2 separate regions of the Lactuca sativa genome follow, and region 2 is linked to region 1. A link is a contact called in public Hi-C data. All regions are on one chromosome and are shown on one strand. Each heading gives the region's core, a stretch centred on a gene start, on an enhancer-like site or on the middle of the called end of the contact. The rest is flanking DNA. Distances are from core to core; before and after follow the strand shown. Region 1 holds the start of LOC111896758 (fasciclin-like arabinogalactan protein 4). Region 2 holds the start of LOC111896756 (probable protein phosphatase 2C 23).

Region 1 (3,019 bases), core at 152-2,651:
ATTTATAAGATGACAAAATGGAAGAAAATTCATACAAATACATACAACAATCCTATACATAAAACAGCGAAATTGACAGTCCGTACCGTCGCCGAAGAGTGCATTTCCCCCGGTGGCGATGATGGCCCGAACAATTCCGGTGATAAATTTATTGGCATAACTGGTGCCGGAGCGCCGCTAATGGGAGGGGATTTTTCCAGCACGGAATTTTTCCCGAAAATCTCCTTTGGTAACAAAACCCTAGAAATTCCAAAAATTGCAACAGGATTCTGATCAAATACGGTTTGTGTTACGGAGGCTTGAATGATGCCCGTATTAATTGCAACCGACCCGTTAACCCGAGAAATGTTCAATGTGAAGCTCCCGGCGCCTTTGTCCTCGGTGGCTAGGGTTGGTTGAACAGGATTCACTATCGATTGAAGCGACCCGAGCGGATAGTAGGAATGTAGCACGTGAAACCTTAAGACGTCGGCCTTTTTATCCGCCGGTAACGATTGAAAGTTCGCCGACGCTGGTAGATCGGAGAATGCGTCGTCGGTCGGGACGAACAGTGTAATTCCCGCACCGCCTTCATCAGATTCGAATTCCTGAACGACACCAGATGCAGCGAGCATTGACGCCGCCACATTGAAGTTGTGGCCATCAATTAACGCTTTACTGATATTAAGCCCTAATGGCGGTCGACTCTCCGATGCGAGTAGATCGAAACCGTAAGGTACGATTAGTGAATTGACGGAGAAGATGCTAACGTTGTACGGTAGGTTCTTAATTAGGGAGATTACGGTGGCGTTGTTTGGTGCTTGTGAGTATGCGGCTGGGGATCGGACGGTGGTTGTATCGGTTTTATCATCGTAGGTAATATTAACCGAGCCGAAGTTGTTGCTGGCACGGCCCGTGGTTTGGAAGAGAGTAGTGATGAGTTTTCCGGAGGGAGGAAAGCGGCTGAGGTCGTGGACAGAGAGGTATTGTAGGAGGACATGGTAGCGGATGACGTCCGCGATGTTGGTGGAGGAGGGGGAACGACGGATGAGGTCGGAAGATCGGAGGAAGGAATTGGGGACGGCGAGGAGAGTGAGGGATGTACGTTGGGTTAGATCGGCGGCGACGGTAGTGGAGGATAGAAGGTCGGAGAAGTCGGAGAGATCTGGGTAAGGGGATAAGAGATGGGTAATGTTAACGGCGGAGATGAAGGTGGAGTGTAAGAGTAAATATAGCAAAACAATAGGGGTGAAATGGGAAATAAGTTGAGAAACAGCCATTTCTATCGAGTGGAAGCTGAACTAGTGAGAGTGATGGGGGATGATCGGGTGTTGATGGTGTATGTGAATGAATGATGATGATGATGATTTGTTGAAAGCATATACATCCGTAATTAGGATAAATCAAAAATCAAGTCCATACATTTATGCTTGTCGACAATATTAGTCCCTATACTTCACAGCCACTACATTTTAGTCCTTTTTTTGTTTTATTTTCTACGCTGCTTGATTAGCTTACAAACCCAAGCATATTGCTTAAGAGGTCAATTTTGGATTAATAAAAAATTTGGAAACTATGGAAACGTATAGTCATTTTATTTCTATCTGATTACAGGACTTTATAAAGAAAAAGTATACTCATATACAACATACATTTAATTCCTCTTAGAAATAGACATCTAATGGGAAAGTAGACCATCTTAAATGATAACATGAATATGAGTAGTATAGATAAAAGTAACGAAAGTTGATGTGAAAAATACAAACATTCACAAAACATTGGGCGGTATAATGCAAATAGCCAAAAATATTCTAGGTGGAGCATTTAATACCAACAATGAATTCCGTAGACTTTGTGTAGAAAGAAAAGTAGATAATTATGTTTTAGTATTACCATGAAAACACTCATGTTTTTCTCATTATTCAATTAAAAAAATACAGGATTAGAAACTCGGTATCTCAGGTTGGTATATTGGTTTGGTGTTTTTTAATTGGGAAAATGACTTAAAAAGATAATTATGTTTCAATTTTGTATAAAAAATACCATTTAAGTATATCATGTTCAAAAAATACCATCTAATTAAAGAATTTGTTCAAAAAATACCATCTAAAATCACATTTTGCTCTTTGATTCTATCGTGGTAACCGGTTCTGCCGGTGAGGAGGTAATGTTACCGGGAAGAAAAAAATAAACAATTATGTGGCTTCTCCCTCTATTAAGTGGAATAACCCATTCGCAAAAATCAAAATCACATAGAACACGTTGGAGGTTTTTTCACAGACGGTGAAATTATGGTTCGCTTTTCACGCTGATTTTTCACTCAAGGTGCAAGGTATGCTTACTGTCGATGTTTACCATGGTGGGAACTTTGTCCCTAAGCCATTAGTGTACTTTAATCCTTTGAAAAAATCTGTTACGGGAGTTGATTTAAAAAACATGGGGTTTAAGGAGTTCATCTTACAGCTTCGAAAATTAACCAAGGAAAGGTGCACTGATGTATATTATTGTCTTCAAAATCGGTCTGTGGTAGATGGATTAAGAGAACTAAGAGATGATAATGACTATGTAAGGTTTCTTGATGCTGGGTATGCCAATGATTGTGAAATCAATGTGTACATTGATGAATATCAAGAGTCAGTCATGGAGTGGATTAACGAAGAAAAAGCTGAAGAAAGGGACACAGAAAGTGATGAATATGAGGATGATGTAGACTCAGTCATGTCAGATGATATATCAGTGGACCATGAACTTGATGATGAAGTTATTCCATTAAAGAAATCTACAGATCCGTTTTTGGCCCACATTCCAAAAGGAGGGGTTAATGATGAAGATAGTGGCAGCACAGATGAAGTTTACTTTCCTGTTCATGATCCTAACCAACAATAGGACACAATGAAACCTGTCTTAGGTATGAAATTTTGTGATCCTTATGAACTTAAGCAAATGATTACCAATTATGTTGTTTCTAATGGTTACAATTTGTGGTATGAAAAAAATGATGCAAGTATATTATTAGTTAGGTGCAGTAAAGTTGAAGGAA
Region 2 (3,019 bases), core at 347-2,846, 250 kb before region 1:
CAAGAACACAGGAGCCCATTAAAGCTAGTTCAGGATTTTCATCAAGCATTTGGTCTGCAATATCTAAATACGCCTCCTCTGTTTTCTTTAGGCCTTGAGATAAAGCTTTCAAAACGTCTGAATGGTTAATGGAATTTGAACCGTTTGAATTCATGTGTTCTCGTAATCTTCGATCAAGTTCTAATCGCTCCCGGTCAAATTCACACTTCCACCGCCTCTGATTCTCCTCCCATTTCTTAGCCGCCCCGCGATTTCTAATCTTGCTCCTCTTTTTTCGTGAATTTGTCTCGAGATCTTCAGTTGCACATGGGTAACTCTCCTGCTGATGAACATATCTTGATGAAGAATTTTTTTGAGGTTGAGAATTAATATGAGAGTCGACTGCATCTAAGGATTGCCCCGAAGAAGTTGAATTCGATGCATCTGTTTGATCATCCCATAACAATCCTTTGAGTTCTTTATGAACAGCTGCATACATATTCGATAACAGAAAATCAGGGGCATCAGGTCCATTAAATCCATCATAAATCCCAACAAAAACCCACCCATGTTCCTCCGATACAACGACGTGCACTCGATCTTCTCCTGCTTTGCCTTGCGCCCACTGGAGATTCTGGCTCTGATTCAAACAATCATCGTCGTCCAAAATACTACCTTCGCTGCTTAAATTAATACTGCTGATAGTCAATTCGTTATTTTTCTCTGCAGACCCAACATTCCAATCATGATCCTTCAAATGACCCAGGTTTTTAGTGATCGGAGCGACAGTCGAGTTTTGCCCACGGGTTGTAAAAGTCATTGAAATCGCCTTCTGGATTGCCCGAATCAAATTCCCTTTTCTCGATCTGCGTTTGAAACCAAAACCCCCATGGGAATAGCTTCGTTGGAACTGATCGAGATTACCCTTCTCGAGAGGACCAGAAAAAAGGGGACCCGATTGAAATCCCCGCTCAATCGGGCCAGAAACAAACCCTCGGTCCATAGGACCCGAATACGCACCCGAACCAAACGGCAAAGGACCCGAATTGATTGAATTTCTAGGCAAAGGTTGGAGAGGAATTGATGCGAAGGATGTGGAGCTTTCGAAGGCGGAAGCCTTATCACTGGTGTTGTAAGAGTATACATCGAGGAAAGAGGTAGATAGGGGCGTGGATGTGTTGGCGGAGACAGAGGCGCCGGAGATTGACCGGAACGTTGTCGTTTCTTCAGCGGAATGGACCTTGGAGGAGGAGATGCAAGATTGATCAGGTCTTACATAGCAAAAAGAGTGACCAAGATCGTCTAGTGGGTCAGAGATAACAAAGGCCAAGTCTTTCCGCCGTTGGACGATGTCGGTTCCGGTGAAACAGATGGTCAGCTTGCCGACCCCGTTTCCCATGACTGGTTTTCCGGCAAAGGATAAAGCTAAGGTGCTCTGCTTAAACAGGAAGATGAACTAAAACTGATGAGAAAAATTGGATGTGAGTATGTATATATGTAAATGTGTGATCTCCCTGGGGGTAATCAGATATGGGTTTAGTTGGAAGAGAAGAATTTTGTGTTAAAAGGATGTTGAGAGAGAGAGAGAGAGAGAGAGAGAGAGAGAGAGAGGTTGACTTCAGGGCGGAGGTTTTTAAAGCCTTAAAGACAAAATTCAAACAATTTGATTTTTGTTTGAACTTAGAATAATGACTACAAACTGAATTAAAAAATCAGGGTAATAAAACTTATTTACTTTTTAATTAAATACTTAAGAAATTGGAATCTAACGTGGTCGATTAAATATATAATCTAAGGAGAATTTCGTTTATAAATTTGTCCGGCTAAATTTCAAACATTGTATTAGTATTTCATAATATTTTTTTAATATCATATATATACTTAAATATATATATTTTTTTAATGATTTTTGTTGATTTATAATTCTTTTTAATTATCTTAATTCATTATAATTGAAAATAGACATGTATTAGACAATAATGCCCTTACTTGTAAAATCATATACTACATATAATCGCTTACATACGATCGCAACCTGGTTTCAATTCCATGTTTTAATTCCGATCGCTATTGTCTGTAAGTACTTTTGATCGGTTGTTGCTTCCTTATTATCGCATCACGTTCACGCATCAGGTAAACAATAAGCTATCATATTCCTATTTTCTCTTTCTTTAATTTTGTTATTGGTGTTTTTGATTTGGTCACGTTAATGTGTAGAAACGCTACTATCTTGATGTTTCAAACTGTGAATTAATTAACATGATATCATGGTATAAAGATTTTGAAATCTGAATAATTCAAATTGTTTTTGTATTATTCAGTGCCTTTTGTATCAAAATATACACTTTTACTGTTTTCTACACATAAAGTTGTAATTTATTCACGGTTTAAAAAACTGTAATTAATTCACGATTTAAAAAATTGTAATTAATATCAATAATGTGTTGAAACTTATACTTGATTACAATCTTGAATTCTTTCCATTGTGTCAATTTTGTGTGATCTTGATGTTTGAAGCTACTGTATTTACAATCTTGAATAATCTACAAATTGTAGTGTGTTGATTGTTGTTTCTTGGTTCATACATCAAAGCATGTTATTTGTTGTAACTTATCTGAAACTATAATGCCTTATGTGGGTTATGGTGTCTAGATTATGAAACAATAACCAATTCAAATGATTATTGGTTAATAAGTTAATTATAAAGCATACGTTTGGTATTTGTTATATCTTTATATCTTTTTTTCTTATCGACGACTTAAAATTATGTTTTAGAGGCAACACAAACCAATGTCGGAAGATCATTCTCAAACAAAAGATATTACACTTCATGACACATCCAAACCAATATGGGAGAGCAGGGCTACGTCTCCGATAATTGAATATGTTTATGTGAATATCTTAATTTTAATTTATTAAACTTTTACTAAATTGTATGATTGTTTCTCTTATTAATTTAAATTTCAGGCGTATACCAACATCTAAGTTCAAGTTCAAATTGAAATATGGGGGTTATTTTTGTCTAACAAAGAACGATTGT

Evidence for each region. Hi-C and Micro-C count contacts between places; a contact is called where the count stands out from the background.
Region 2: a contact with region 1 is called in a Hi-C map of leaf, with 6 times the contacts expected there. The contact joins the promoter of LOC111896756 here to the promoter of LOC111896758 in region 1. A contact is called at or near these places in 2 of 4 Hi-C or Micro-C datasets (both in leaf).

Annotation. Positions count from the first base shown.
Region 1 is chr8:113,941,802-113,944,820 of Lsat_Salinas_v11, reverse strand. It overlaps LOC111896758 (fasciclin-like arabinogalactan protein 4), which reads right to left and starts at 1,401. Exons shown (of 1, transcript XM_023892745.3): 1 at 1-1,401. The coding sequence starts at 1,259. The coding sequence ends at 30.
Region 2 is chr8:114,193,090-114,196,108 of Lsat_Salinas_v11, reverse strand. It overlaps LOC111896756 (probable protein phosphatase 2C 23), which reads right to left and starts at 1,596. Exons shown (of 4, transcript XM_023892742.3): 1 at 1-1,596. The coding sequence starts at 1,378.